2 separate regions of the Sus scrofa genome follow, and region 2 is linked to region 1. Evidence: chromatin contacts called from public promoter capture Hi-C data. All regions are on one chromosome and are shown on one strand. The core of a region is the stretch at or near the end of the contact, and the rest is flanking DNA. Distances in the headings are between cores, read along the strand shown.

What was found. Promoter capture Hi-C pulls out the DNA fragments that hold promoters and counts their contacts.
Region 2: a contact with region 1 is called in a promoter capture Hi-C map of fetal liver, with 2.1 times the contacts expected there. The contact joins the promoter of ARMC7 here to the promoter of LOC100521680 in region 1. A contact is called at or near these places in 1 of 5 promoter capture datasets (fetal liver) and 1 of 2 datasets of contacts at active chromatin or transcription factors (alveolar macrophages).

Annotation. Positions count from the first base shown.
Region 1 is chr12:5,627,053-5,633,629 of Sscrofa11.1, reverse strand. It overlaps LOC100521680 (histone H3.3), which reads right to left and starts at 1,304. Exons shown (of 4, transcript XM_003131194.4): 1 at 1,155-1,304; 2 at 547-684; 3 at 273-426; 4 at 1-185. The coding sequence starts at 674. The coding sequence ends at 57. It overlaps UNK (RING finger protein unkempt homolog), which reads left to right and starts at 5,381. Exons shown (of 15, transcript XM_021066619.1): 1 at 5,381-5,585. The coding sequence starts at 5,482.
Region 2 is chr12:6,181,506-6,188,905 of Sscrofa11.1, reverse strand. It overlaps ARMC7 (armadillo repeat containing 7), which reads left to right and starts at 5,824. Exons shown (of 3, transcript NM_001243806.1): 1 at 5,824-6,221; 2 at 6,315-6,458. The coding sequence starts at 6,131. It overlaps SLC16A5 (monocarboxylate transporter 6), which reads left to right. Exons shown (of 5, transcript XM_005668613.3): 4 at 1-636; 5 at 1,996-3,391. The coding sequence ends at 2,243.

The sequences.
Region 1 (6,577 bases), core at 55-2,554:
TTAAACCAAAGTATTTTACAGAATTTACTACAAAACACCATAAAAACTGCCTTCACTTAAGCTCTCTCTCCCCGTATCCGGCGAGCCAACTGGATGTCTTTGGGCATGATGGTGACTCTCTTAGCGTGGATGGCACACAGATTGGTATCTTCAAATAAACCCACCAGGTACGCTTCACTAGCCTCCTGTTGAGGACAAGAGCCACACATTAAACTCCCTCCAAGGACCACCGCACACAAGCCAGCCCTCCGCCCCTGCCACCGCCGTCTCACCTGAAGCGCACCAATGGCGGCGCTCTGGAACCTCAAGTCAGTTTTGAAATCCTGGGCGATCTCCCTCACCAACCTCTGGAAGGGCAGCTTCCGGATCAGAAGCTCCGTGGACTTTTGGTAACGACGGATTTCTCGAAGCGCGACGGTCCCGGGCCTGGAGCGAGCAGGAAGGGCGTAAAGGGACACCAGTTAAGTGACAGGACCGAGCAAGCAGCCAGAGGGTCCAACTCGCGGCGCGCCCGCCGAGTCATTGTCTCCCTGCCGCGCTGCCTACCTGTAGCGATGAGGTTTTTTCACCCCGCCGGTAGAGGGAGCGCTTTTCCTGGCAGCTTTAGTGGCCAGCTGTTTGCGGGGCGCTTTCCCACCCGTGGACTTACGAGCAGTCTGCTTGGTTCGGGCCATTTTCTTTTACCTGCAGGAGACACCCGTGACTCGGGGGCCGCGACGCTCGCCTCCCGGGGTGAGACGGCGAGCGTGCAGAGGGCGGGACGCCCGGCGCGCCTGCCCTCCCGCCTCCCTGCGCCCCACGGCGGGCGGCAGATGGCCGAGGGCCGCCGCCTCCACCCCCCCTCCCCTAATGACTCAGGCGGCGAGTAGCAGCAGCCTCCCCTGGGAGGGGGGGCGCGGGGAGGAGTCACTTCCCCTCCTCGACGGGCGGAGGCCCAGCTGCCGGGAACCCGGAGTCGGGACCTCTGAATCACCAGCGGGAAAGAGGCGGAGACGCGGTTCCGGAGCGAAGCCCCAAGGGAAAACCACCCGACCCCAGAGTCGCCAGCAGCAGTCAGAGCAGCCCGCACCAGCCGGCACTCAGCTCCCAACGGTCGTGGCCCGCGGCATCAACGGCCGGCAGGGCCTCAAGCCGCAGGCAAAGCCGAGACTTACCCAACAGCGAAGTCTGAGGCCGCTTCCCCCACCGCCGTGCCGCTCCCGCCGCCCAATGAAGAGCCGCAGTCGCCGAACCAAAGCAAGAAGCAACTCCAACGAACGACCAAACCGCTCTGCGCTCCAGGCCCCCCCTAAGCCTCCGCTTTTATACCCACGCTTCACGCTGCGTCTCTGCGTCATAGGACCCTAATTTGCATACACCAACGACTTTTCCTATTGGCTGACACTTTCGCCGACGCGCTGACATCCCCCGACACAAAGGCCGTGCTTCGGCCCCGTTTCCTGATTGGCGGATGTCTAGGCCACTGATTGGCTGTTAAAGTGGCCTAACGATTGGGTGAATGCAAAGAGGAATGGACGAATCAGAGGTTGGCACTAAGCGGCTCTTCTGATTGGATAAAATGGAGCTATGTTTGGATCCTTCCCTTGGTTCCAAAGCTCTACAATAGAAAGTCAATGCAAATGAATTGTACTGGTCTCTATCAGGACTTAAGAGTCGGGATGGGATAGCTTATTTGCATCAAGCTAATACAATGCAGGAGGAGACGTTACTTTAACGAAAAATTTGTAAACTACCTTCCAATGTAAACTAAAATGTGTTCCCTGTGATTATTTACTTTTCACTAACATTGTGATAGTTAGGTACGTAGTTTAAATAAGAATTAGAAATCAGTAAATTATGTTATCTTACAAGTATTTTATGTATCAGGTATATACATTTTAACTAAAAAGCAGTTCTTTCGTTCGATGGGGTGGGGATGAGTAAATAATAGATACAAAGAAACAAATGCCAGGAGTTCCCGTCGTGGCGCAGTGGTTAACGAATCCGACTAGGAACCATGAGGTTGCGGGTTCGGTCCCTGTCCTTGCTCAGTGGGTTAACGATCCGGCGTTGCCGTGAGCTGTGGTGTAGGTTGCAGACGCGGCTCGGATCCCGCGTTGCTGTGGCTCTGGCGTAGGCCGGTGGCTTCAGCTCCGATTCAACCCCTAGCCTGGGAACCTCCATATGCCGCGGGAGCGGCCTAAGAAACAGCAACAACAACAACAACAACAAAAGACAAAAAAGACCAAAAAAAAAAAAAAAAAAAAAAAAAAAAAAAAAAAGAAACAAATGCCAAGTGATTTTTATAAGTTCTTAGACCATCACAAAATACGTTGTGATTTCAATATACAAGAAGTAACCTTGTGACTTCAATATACAAGAAGTAACCTACTAAGCAACATATTTTTAAAATTATGTAATTCACCTGAACAAAATGACCACAGCAAGAAAGAGAATACTCAGTTCTAAAACAACATTTGCATGTCCATAAAGGCAATTAAATAAGTGCCCTTGTATTTAATAATATATCCTGGAAAGTATTACTTCTGAAGAAACATGACAAATGTATAAAAGTGGTAATACCTACCTTTGCCTAAATGTCTTGGATGGATTTTAATATTTAGGCCTACAGACGTCTCAGTTTATAAAATATCAAAGAAGGCTTAAGGTTAAGACCAGCCAAATAAAGCTCGGAAAATTGAAATAGAGCTTTGGACATTCTACCCTGCAGTTCTTACTCTGGGCTCACTGAATATTTTAAGTTATTGAAATAAAAAAAAAAAACAGCAAAACCAGGTACATGCAGATTTCAACTTAGAGACTTACTGTACATGAATACAAATACCTCAAAAATTTACTTGTGACACCAAAGTTCTCCCTTTCACCATCAATAGTGAGGGGGAAAAAATTCACAATTTGAAAAAGCAGGCACAGGAGTTCCCATCATGACTCAGTGGTTAACAAAACCTACTAGTATCCATGAGGACGTGAATTTGATCCCTGGCCTTGCTCAGTGGGTTAAGGATCCAGCTTTGCTGTGAGCTGTGGTGTGAGTCACAGATGTGGCTCAGCTCCTGTGGCTGCGGCTGGCAGCTACAGCTCCAATTGGACCCCTAGCCTGGGAACCTCCATAGGCTGCAGGTGTGGCCCTTAAAAAAAAAAAAAAAAAAGAAAGAAAAAGAAAAGAAAAAGCAGGCAGGGCAAAAACACCTTCTGCCCAAACTCTGGTTCCAAATTCCTCTCATTTCAGCTCTCTCAATGATAACACTGCACAATATTTACTTAATTCTCCATATATTTAAACTTTTATGCGATAATTCAATGTTAGTTTCTGCCTTCTGCTCAAAGTTTAGGGTGGGGAAAAATTAAGCTATTTCATTCAGGCCAGACCACATAGAGAAACCAAGATGGACACTCTTCACCTGTTCTCAGAACCTGTGTAAATTTAGCCCAGAAACAGGGTACTGGTTCCATCCTGCATAAAAAGCTGTCAAATGTCCTGGGATGTAACCAGAAAAATACCTTGTCATCTTTTTCGACTGCTCAGACGGTCTGGAGAAGGAACGGGCTCCTAAATTAACACCCATTTTGAGTTCCAAGGCTTTTCTTGGAGATCCCAAACCCGGTTCATCCCTTGCTTTCTGCAAGAGAGATGGTCTAGTTACCTGCCCACCTTCAGTTTTGCTAATTTTTAGAGAGGAACTAAAACTGCTTCGGGAGAAACTAGGTATGAATTCACATTCGTCATTTAAGGATGATGAGTGGAAATAGTTTGTCCTCCTTACTTGGCAGTCATACAGGTTATGTTTTTTCTAAGCAGCACAGGAAATGGGGAGCAACTGAAAATGTTGATACAAACAATGCAGAATGGGATGCAGCATCTGGCTACGGTCCTAGTTCCTGTTCTGTCACAGACTTAGAAACTCGGTGCAAGTTACTTAATCTCTCTGAGTTTCGGTTTCCTCTCCTGTAAATTAAGCAGCTTGGATGATATCATCTCCCAATTCTACCCGTACACTCTTATTCTGAAGTTCATGGTACACACACATTTAAAATCCAGCCGTCTGAACTATCTTTCTCCATTCAAATCACACTTGGGTATTCGGGGTGGGGTGGGGTGGGGGGAATAACAGATAAGCCAATTATCTGCATTTAATAGGATTAAAGCAATACACCTCAACTTGTTTCTCCTTTTGGAATTTTTCATCTTCAAACGCCCCTAGTGGTGAAACAATTGATTTGGCCTGTTTAAGAAATACTCGTTTCTCAGCTTTGTAGGCTGACAATTTGGCTTCTGATGTGGTTACTTGGAACTAAATAAAATAGGCATGTGTCAGTCCTGCATATTAACACTTTTACATTCACCCCTTCCTGCTTTGCCCCTAAGGTTACTGGGAATGTGTTTCTTTTACGAGATTAGCATGAGTTAATGTTACTTAATAAGATACAAATCAGTCTTTAAAACAATGTCTTTAAATAGATTAAATAAGGAAAACAAAGTTAAGATGGTAAGTTTCAAGTATCTATGAAGAACTTCATCTGACTGGAGGGAAGCGGGGAGGAGACATTTTCCCAAGTAGAAAGGCTGGCATTCAGAGCAGGAAACTAGGGTAAATTATAATAAATCGCACTCCTGACTCAAACCCAGGCCCTTCCTCTGGACACTGTGATGCTTCTCGAAGCCCCCTGCAACTTGCCAGTGCACCTGAGACTATGCTAGATGGAGATTAAGTTCGTCCTTGGCCCTTAACGTACTGGAAACAAATTGGTCAGGCCAAGTGTCGAGCTGAGAAAGGACTGAAACCGTGGAGTTCCAGGTTTCAGAGCTCGTAAAGGTGTATGGAGCGCCTGAGCAAAGGCGCAGGAACAGAGTACTGGGTTGTGTAGCTCTTCGTTAGCAGAGCTTTCTCACGCTGACTTCCAGCAGGCCGACTTTCCCTTATGATTTTCAGCTTGTTCCCGCTGAACGAGCGAGGATGTTGGCAGAGTCCAGGTGCCTGAAGCTCAAAGGCCCATTGCTCAGGGCGGCATCAGAACCGAGCCCAAGCTTTGCTAAGTATGGAGGCGAGATAATTATTACACTGTTGGCCGTGGAATTACACTTGGAACTGTTTCACTGCAGTCGTTAAGCCCTCCCTAGCTCTGGGCCTCTTCTACTCCAGGTGCTCCAGTTTCAGGCAAAGGTTCCCCCACGAACGGGGAAACCGGCTGTTAAGGAGAGACAGGGCGAGACTGCAATCCCCAGAAACCGTCTCGGGCCCTCAGCATCCGGGATACCGTCTGCAAGGCTCTCTGGGTATTGTGGTCCGTTCCTTTGGCAGCAACCCTCGGCGGACGGTAAAATTCCAGCCTGACCCAGGACTACAACTCCCAGCAACCCTCGCTGCCGTGCGGGGGGTCTTCACGTTCTCGTGGCGCGGCGCAGGCGCACTAGTGCCTCGGCGCGGACCGCGCAGACTGAATAATAAAAGGGGAGCGGCGAAGAGGCAGGAAGACAGGACCATGTCGAAGGGCCCCGGGCCCGGCGGCTCCGCAGCTTCCTCGGCGCCCCCGGCCGCTACCGCTCAGGTGCTGCAGGCACAGCCCGAGAAACCGCAGCACTACACGTACGTAGAGCCCCCCCCCCCGCCGCGCGCGCACGCCTGACGTCAGCGGCCAGCGTGAGTCACGCGCGCAGGGAGAGCGCGAGGCGGCCTCTCCCTCCCCCCTTTCCTCCGTCCCGGCCCAGACCGGTTCCAACCTGCTAGGGCCGGTCCCAACTGCCTCCAACTGCCACCAACCTTTGGTCGGGCTGTGGGGCGGGAAACCCAGTCCCGCCGCAAGTGGGGAAGGAGGGAGCTCGCGGCGCAGAGTGCACACATCTCAGGCCTGGCCTTCGAGGCCTAACTGGTTCTCAGGCCATAAAACCACAGTCCCAGGCACTCTCGGGGGGGATAAGAAGTCCAAGACGCGACCAGGATGCGTTCCTAAGGGGCCAGCCCTAGAACGGCCTATGAATGACCACTAGCGTGAAGTTCTGTTAGGCGACCTGTGTTCTGTGCACAGGAGGCCTTGTGCGTCCCTAAGGCCCAAGTGTTGTCCACTTTGGCTGGAATTTACTTAAAAACATTTGACCCAGGCCAAGTCAGGGATCCCGAAGGTGATGGGGTCCGAATATGTTCTCAGGCCCAACCCAGCTGTGGCCTCAGAGGGACCCCCAAATGCTGACACTGCAAGAGTCCAGTAAGATGGAAAACCTCTTCCTGGGAATCTGCTTGTGTCTAAATGTAGGTCCCTTTCGTCTTTTTATTTCCTTTCAGGGCACTTCAAGCAACTCCCTAGTGCTAGGTACTTGATGAGAAAGAAAGGTGAAGAAGGCAGACCCTCCCTTTAAGCAGAATGTTGGGTTTCCATTTTCCCTGATGCTCTTTGCCTCGCATCTCCTTGGGCTGCCAAAATGTGTGCATGTTTGGAAGGATCCCCAAGTGTACCTCAATCTGGCCGGAGATTTGGAATGTGGGAGTTGAACAACCGTTAAGGGGCACACAGTAATGCTGTCTGGTGACCCAGAGCAAGAAGCGTGTGTTGGAATAGAAAGAACTAGAAGTCCACAGGGGAG
Region 2 (7,400 bases), core at 4,575-7,074, 550 kb before region 1:
TCATCTTCGGCGGGGTTTTCCTCCACTGCTGCGTGTGTGGGGCCATCCTGCGGCCCGTGGCCACCAGCGTGACCCCTGAGACCAGGGAAGGCCCCACTCCACCTTCCAAGAGACCCGCGAACAGCTGCCGGGCAGCGTGCGATCGGGCCATCCAGCGCCACCTGGCCTTCGACGTCCTGCGGCAGAACGCGGGCTACCGCGTGTTCACGCTGGGCGTCGTGTGGATGATCATGGGTTTCCCGCTGCCACACGTCTTCTTGGTGCCGTACGCCATCCGGCACGGGCTGGACGAACACAGGGCGGCCCTGCTCATCTCCATCATCGGCTTCAGCAACATCTTCCTGCGGCCCCTGGCCGGGCTGGTGGCGGGCCGGCAGGTCTTTGCCGGTCACCGCAAGTACCTGTTCAGCCTGGCAGCCCTGCTCAACGGGCTCACCAACCTGGTGTGCGCGGCATCCGCCGACTTCCGGGTGCTGGTCGGCTACTGCCTGGTGTACAGCGTGTCCATGAGCGGCATCGGGGCCCTCCTCTTCCAGGTCCTCATGGACATCGTCCCCATGGACCGCTTCTCCAGCGCCCTGGGCCTCTTCACCATCCTCGAAAGCATCTCCATCCTCATCTCCCCGCCACTGGCTGGTGAGCCCTGGGCGGGGGGCACATGGGAACAGTCCGGAGACGGGGGCCCTATCTGGGTCTCCGGGCATAGAGAATTGGGATCTGGGATTTTCTCAGGCACCTCGGAGAACTGACGCTCAAGGTAGAAACAGTTAAAAATAAGGATTTTCACACCAGACTTACCCGAGCCCTCCCCTCTGTACCTCTGTTTTCTTACCGGTAAAGTGGGGATGATAGCAGAATCTACCTCAGAGGCTTGCTGTGAGGACCACAAGTGATAGAGCAAAAAGCTTAGTGGAGGAGTTCCCGTTGTGGCTCAGCAGATTAAGAACCCAACTAATATCCATGAGGATGTGGGTTCAATCCCTGGCCTTGCTGAATGGGTTAAGGATGCAGCGTGGCCATGAGCTGTGGTGTAGGTCACAGGTGGGGTTTGGACCTGACATTGCTGTGGCTGTGGCGCAGGCCGGCAGCTGCAGCTCCGATTCAGCCCTTAGCCTGGGAACCTCCATATGCCGTGGGTGCAGCCCTAAAAAAAAAAAAAATACCAAAGTAAATAAATAAATAAATAAAAGCTTAGTAGAGAGCCTGGCCTATGGCAAGTGTGATGCACGTGTTTGGTGTTATTAAAATTCTGGTTCTCTCACCTGCTGCGTGTGGGACCCAGGGAAGTCCTTTTCCTTCTCTGAGCCACAGCGTCATCACACCTGGCATAACCATCGATACACCCACACAGATAGCGGGGTGGGCAGGGCTGAATACAGAGTTCTAGTCCCCCCATTCGGGGCTCACCTTCTGGTGAGAGTTGGGGGTTAAAGCAAAGGGGCCCCTTTGTGATCACGATGGTGATTTGTGCCGGGAGGGGACTCACTGGGCAGCTGAGAGTGTGGCATTCAGGGTAAAGGGGAAGGCTTGTGAAGCCCATGGCTGTGGGTGGGGGTGGGGGTGCGGGAGTCAACAGGCCGGTGGTTAGTTCACTAGGACGGTGGGGACTCCAAGGGTGGCCCTGGAAGTCCCAGTTTCCAAGGGAGCTCTCCAGGGGGGGGGTACGGGCGGCTGGGGTGTGGCTGAGCAGATATCTTAGCGCCACTGGCCCTTGAGTCCTTGGCTTCCTGCCACCAAGGGTGAGGGAGACATGACCTTAAATGCATTTTCAGCCCAAGGACTCTCCCTGACCCGGGCCAGGACTGGTTTAGTGTTGCCTTCTTTATTATTCAACAAACACCCATCGAGGGCCTACCGGATGCCAGCCACAGGTCCTGGTACCAGGGGTGCAGCCAAGACACAAACCCCCTGAGGTCACAGGGCTCACAGATCAGTGGGGATCAGGGGAGGCCTTGTAGCCCCAGGCAGTGGCCTAACTTTCTCTCTGTCCCCCAGGACTCCTCCTGGACACCACCACCAACTTCAGCTACGTTTTCTACATGTCGAGTTTCTTCCTCATCTCTGCCGCCCTCTTCATGGGTGGCAGCTTCTGGGCTCTGGGGAAGAAGGAGAGGCACCGCCAGAGGGCTGAGACCGAAGAGGCCCTCCCGGAGGCCACTAAAGAGCAGGGCCTCGCTGGGGGGGACACAGACGGTCCCAAGAAGCAGCCACGCCTGGAGATCATGTATGTGACCAGCGTCTGAGCCCCGGGGTCACTCACACGTGTGACCAGAATCTGCTCCGAAGTCAGGGGGTCCTGCCTCAGCCCGGGAATGGGGTGTCTGGCTGCTTGGCCAGGGGCTGGGGTGAAGGGCTGCCCAGGAAGCCTGAACCAAAGGCCACCCGGGCTCTGCACGTCTGGACTCAGCCAGGAGCTGGGCCCCCAGAGGCTGACCTCCAAAAAAACCTTCCATACTCCAGGAGCGGGTCCTCCTGGCTTTTTCCTTGGGCACCAGAGTACCTGGGGCCTGGGACAGTGGGTCTGAGCCTGGCTCGGGTCTGTCACAGCCGGCCCGGCTCAGCTGGCTGCCTACCGCTGCTGCTACAGCTCAACACACTGGACCTTCAAGTCCAGCCTGGATGCCTCCGATGTGATCTCTTTGTCCTTCACCCTCCAGACAATGCCAAAGAGCCTACCCTTCCCCCGAGTCCCCCACCCCTTCCCAGCTGGCCCCACCTCTGCCTGACAGCTGCCCCCAGCACAGATTGCTAGGCCTCAGCCTCGTGCTGGCTGGAACCTTAGGAAGAAGGACCTGTGAGCAATTGAGTCACGGTGCTGGGGGCCAGGCTGAAGGGCCAACCTGGATGCAGGATTTGGACAGATTAAATGTTGCTGGAGTACCTGTCCTGGCATCTGTGCAGGGACCCCTGGCTGGGGTCCCAGAATGAGTGGCGTCTGCCCTAGGGTCTCCTCCTTCCTTGGCCCCAACCTGTATCTTGGCTGGGAAGAGGAGTTTGGGTATGGCAGAAATCAGGGCAGGGCCCCAGGACCTCTGAAAATGGAGCTGCTTTAGCAGCAGAATCCCTTTCTCAGCCCCTCCTGTCATCCTGTTCCCCCTGCTGTGTCAGAGATGTCAACCCAGGGGTAAGTAGCCGGCTGGGCCTACTGCCAAGCCACCCCTGCTCCCCATTGGCTTGTGCTGCTGGCCTGGAGGTCACAGCTTCTCCCATATGCTTTCTGGGCTGGTGCCTTCCCCGAGGTCATCACCTGAGGGCTGGCTGCCATCAGCCCAGACTTGTCCCAACAGAATACTGACCAACTGAGGGAATGAAAAACAAGGTTTGTTTGCATTGCACACGAAAACATTTTCCGCAGCAGGTAATAAACCCTGTGACCCCTGAAGTTGGAAAATAGGCCTGGAGTCAGTTTTTCCTCGTCCCCCTTCAGGGCTACTCTCACCCAGGACCTTGTTTGTTGATTCAAGTGCACCCAGGCTCCAACAAGAAAACCTTATCAGGAGAATCGATTTTCTTCTGTGACCCAACTCCTGCCTTCCTCCTGCGCGCTCCAGCTGGCACAAGTAAATGTCCTTGGGAACATCCTTCTCCAGGACCCATGAGTGCCCCCTTCTGGCCAAAGGCAGTAGTATAGAAATGAAGCAAAGGGCTCTGGGCTGGGATAGAGCGTGGAATTCAAGTTTGACTCTGCCACAATTTGCTGTGTGACTTTGGGCAAATTGTTCACCATCCCTGGGCCTTGAAAAGCTAAAGTCTCTTCCAGTTTGAAAGGTCTGACCCTGAAGACCCATGGTGTCCCTGTTCCCATCCCTGTCCTGTACATGGTCACTGTCCACAGCTTGAGCACTGAAGGGAGAATGCACCGCTGGACACATTTCACCAGGTCCTGTCTCCTCTCCATCTCAATGGAAAGAGAGCGCGCTGGGACTGGTAGATGAATGCTTCCGGTGCTAGTAGCTGCAAGGCTTTGAAACTTGCGTCCCGTTAGGCCCATTTCTTGAAAACTTGTTTCAAAGAAAAAAGAGATCAGTAAATATTTAGCATAGGAAACTTCCACCTTCTCTGCCCGCTGGGCAAGAGTGGCAATAATCTCTGGGCAGAATTCCTCCCACAAATATTATTGAGCATCTACTGTGTGTCAGGAACTGGGCTGAGAGGAGTAAGACCAGATCGCTGCCCTCAGCACAAAACCAAGGACTAAGAATTCTTCCCCAAAGATGAGGGCCCCTGAAGCCTTAGGAGGGGACAAGTGATGGTGGAAGTTTCTATCTGATTCCAGAATTCACTCTTAGCTGATCTGGGATTCTTTTAGAGAGTGGGCAGAGCCGTTCCTAACCTGCATAGGGTGAAGCCCACTGTTCCCAGGCCTTTACTCCTCTGTCCAGCCAGAAGCAGAGAAGCCCCCTTGGCCGCCCTGGGCTAACATGCACTTCTCTGGGCCGCATCAGCTCCCTTCACAAGCTGAGGGGCCTGGGACCACCACCCTTCAAGAAGGAGCGGGGGCCCAAGCATCCAGACTACGGTCAAAACTCTTGGCCTGGGGTGTGTGCATAGGGCAGGGGCTTATCACAAGGACCTGAGACCACAGAGGGGCTCCCAGTGGGGCTGTGGCAGGCTGGAGTATGGCAGCCACTCTGCCCTCATGCCAGGCCCAGGGCCAAAGGCCCATGGCCCTTGCCCTCAGGAAGCTCACAGAAGAGTTCCCTAGTGGCTCAGCTAGTTAATGACCCAGTGTTGTCATGGCTTGGGTTGCTGCTGTGGTGCAGGTTCCATCCAAAAAAAAAAAAAAAAAAGCCAGCTTGGGAGTTCCCCTCATGGCGCAGCAGAAATGAATCCAACTAGGAACTATGAGGTTTCAGGTTCCATCCCTGCCCTTGCTCAGTGGGTTAAGGATCTGGCGTTGCAGAGAGCTGTGGTGTAGGTTGCAGATGCAGCTCAGATCCTGCTTTGCTGGGGCTGTGGTGTAGGCTGGCAGCTGTAGCCCTGATTGGACCCCTAGCCTGGGAAACTCCATATGCCTCGGGTGCGGCCCTAAAATTAAAAAAAAGCAAATAAACGCAAAAAGAAATTTTTTCTTAAAAGCAAAACAAAATAGCGCACAGCCCAAGCCTCTTTTATCCACCCATTTTCAAGCATGACTAGAGTGCGAGAAGCCACCTTCCTCCCTGGTGCTCTGTCCTCTGCGCCTGTGAGGTCTGTCTGGCTCCACAACCCAGAAAGCCGCCAGAGCGGTGCACTGAGGCTCCTTCTAGGGCCTGATGGTGCTGCCCCTGGTGCTCCCCGTCCACTTGGCTGACAAAATGCCTTAGGACATTACCCAGTTCCTGAGGTTTCTGGCCAGAGGTGGCAGACTTAGCACGAGTTTGGGAAGCAGAGGGTGCCAGGAAAAGCCGGCCACAAGGTAGTGTTAAAGGACCTACATGGAGGACACTGGGAGCCAGAGTTGCAGAGGACAGACACCCGAGTTCCAGAGGAGCGTCCCTTGCTCCAGAAGGCTGGGCTGCGCCCCCCTCAAGTGCAGAAGTATCTGGAAGTGCTTCTGCCTCGACAGTTCTCCCGTGGGTGTCCCTACACCCCCGCCACCTCTAAGCTCTTAAAGGCTCTGGCCGCGCTCCTCAGTGCTTCCACAACCTTCCAGGATCGCCGGCCAGGCGGATCGCCAGCCAGGCGGATCGCCCTCATCTGGAGCTGAGAAGCAGCAAGCGTTCCGCGCAAGCCCTCTAAGCTCTGCGAGGGCCCCGCCCCTCGCCCCCTTCGACCCGCCCCTTCCGCCCAGGGGCGGGACTAGGCGCGGCTTCTCCCGGAAATCCGGAACCTGGAAGAAAACCGAGCTCTGCCGGGCGCTGCTCCTGCTCCTCTCTTCCACAGCGGGCGGTTGTGTGCTTGTCTCCTGCGCCCGTCCTTAGATTTTCCACTCCTAACTCTTACGGAGTCCTGAATCCCCATCCCATTTCCCACACCCCAGTTTCAGCTGCAAATTACCGCAGAGCCTAAAGCCAGGAGAGGAGCCCGTTTCCCGCCCCAGTCCTCCCCTCCCCGGGCCGGTGGAGACCCGGGTAAGATTCTCGCCCCGCTTTCCGGCCTCACCTTCCACACACCTGCCGTTCCCTCGGGGGCCCTCCGCCGCCCGACCATGGCCCAGAAGCCGAAGGTAGACCCTCACGTCGGCCGGCTAGGATATCTTCAGGCGCTGGTCACGGAATTCCAGGAGACAGAGAGCCAAGGTGAGAGCGGCGGCGGGGGGAGCAGGGCGGGGGCAGGGGTCCGGCCACCGCCGCCGCCCCAGACCTGGTTCCAATGCTGCTTTTCCACTGCAGACGCCAAGGAGCAAGTACTGGCCAACCTCGCTAACTTCGCCTATGACCCCAGTAATTACCAGTATCTGCGGCAGCTGCAGGTCCTGGATTTATTCCTCGATTCACTGTCGGAAGAGAATGAAACCCTGGTGGAGTTTGCTATTGGTAAGGATGGGGTGCAACTCCTAGATGCCTGATGGGCTTTAATGAGGTCAGTGAGTTAGAAGTGAGTTTGGGAGAAAGGAATCTTAAGCAGTCCCTCAGCTGCGAAGCACTCATTCTGCGTGCCTGTCTGCGCTGCTTGCTTACAGGTGTGTGCATAAATGAGGAAATGGATTGAAGGCCGGTGCGGTCGGGAGGGGGGAGTGGAGTGCTCTTTTTAAACAGCTTTATCTTCATGTTTTAATATCCAGAGAAGTAGAGGTGACTTGGAATGGCTTATGCCTAGGACCTATCGAACTATTCGCTGGACAGGTATTATGGGGCATGTACTGTGTGATTAAGGTATTGTTCTAAATGCTGGGAAGATGGCAAGCAGGTTGGGGAAAAGGTCTTTGCCCTCGAGGAATTTACACTCTGGTAGAGGGAGACAGGTGTTTGAACAAAAGCTGAGGCTCTGAAGAAAATAAACAGGCTGATGAGGTGGAGCAAGGGGAGGTAGACACTCCTTTTGTTTTGGCCATCGTGGGAAGGCGGTCTCGGCAGAGGCACAGCATGGGCCCAGACCCTTAAGCGGGAGGAGGCAGAAGGAAAGGCTGATGTGGTGGGACTGTGGTGAATGAAGCTGAGAGAGGTACCAAATGAGGTCCAAGAGCTCGAGGCAGCTCCTGACTCAGAGCTAGGTGGTAGGAAAGAGTTTGTTGATTCTGAGGACAGACGTTCGTTGTTCAGCATGTATCTTTGTTTCGTTGTTGTTGTCTTTTTAGGGCATATGGTGGTTCCAGGCTAGGGGTCGAATCAGAGCTATAGCTCCCGGCCACAGCATCCAGCATCACAGGATCCGAGCCATATCTGTGACCCACACCACAGCTCCCTGCAACGTGGGATCCTCAACCCACTGATTGAGGTCAGGGATTGAACCGCGTCCTCATGGTTGCTAGTCAGGTT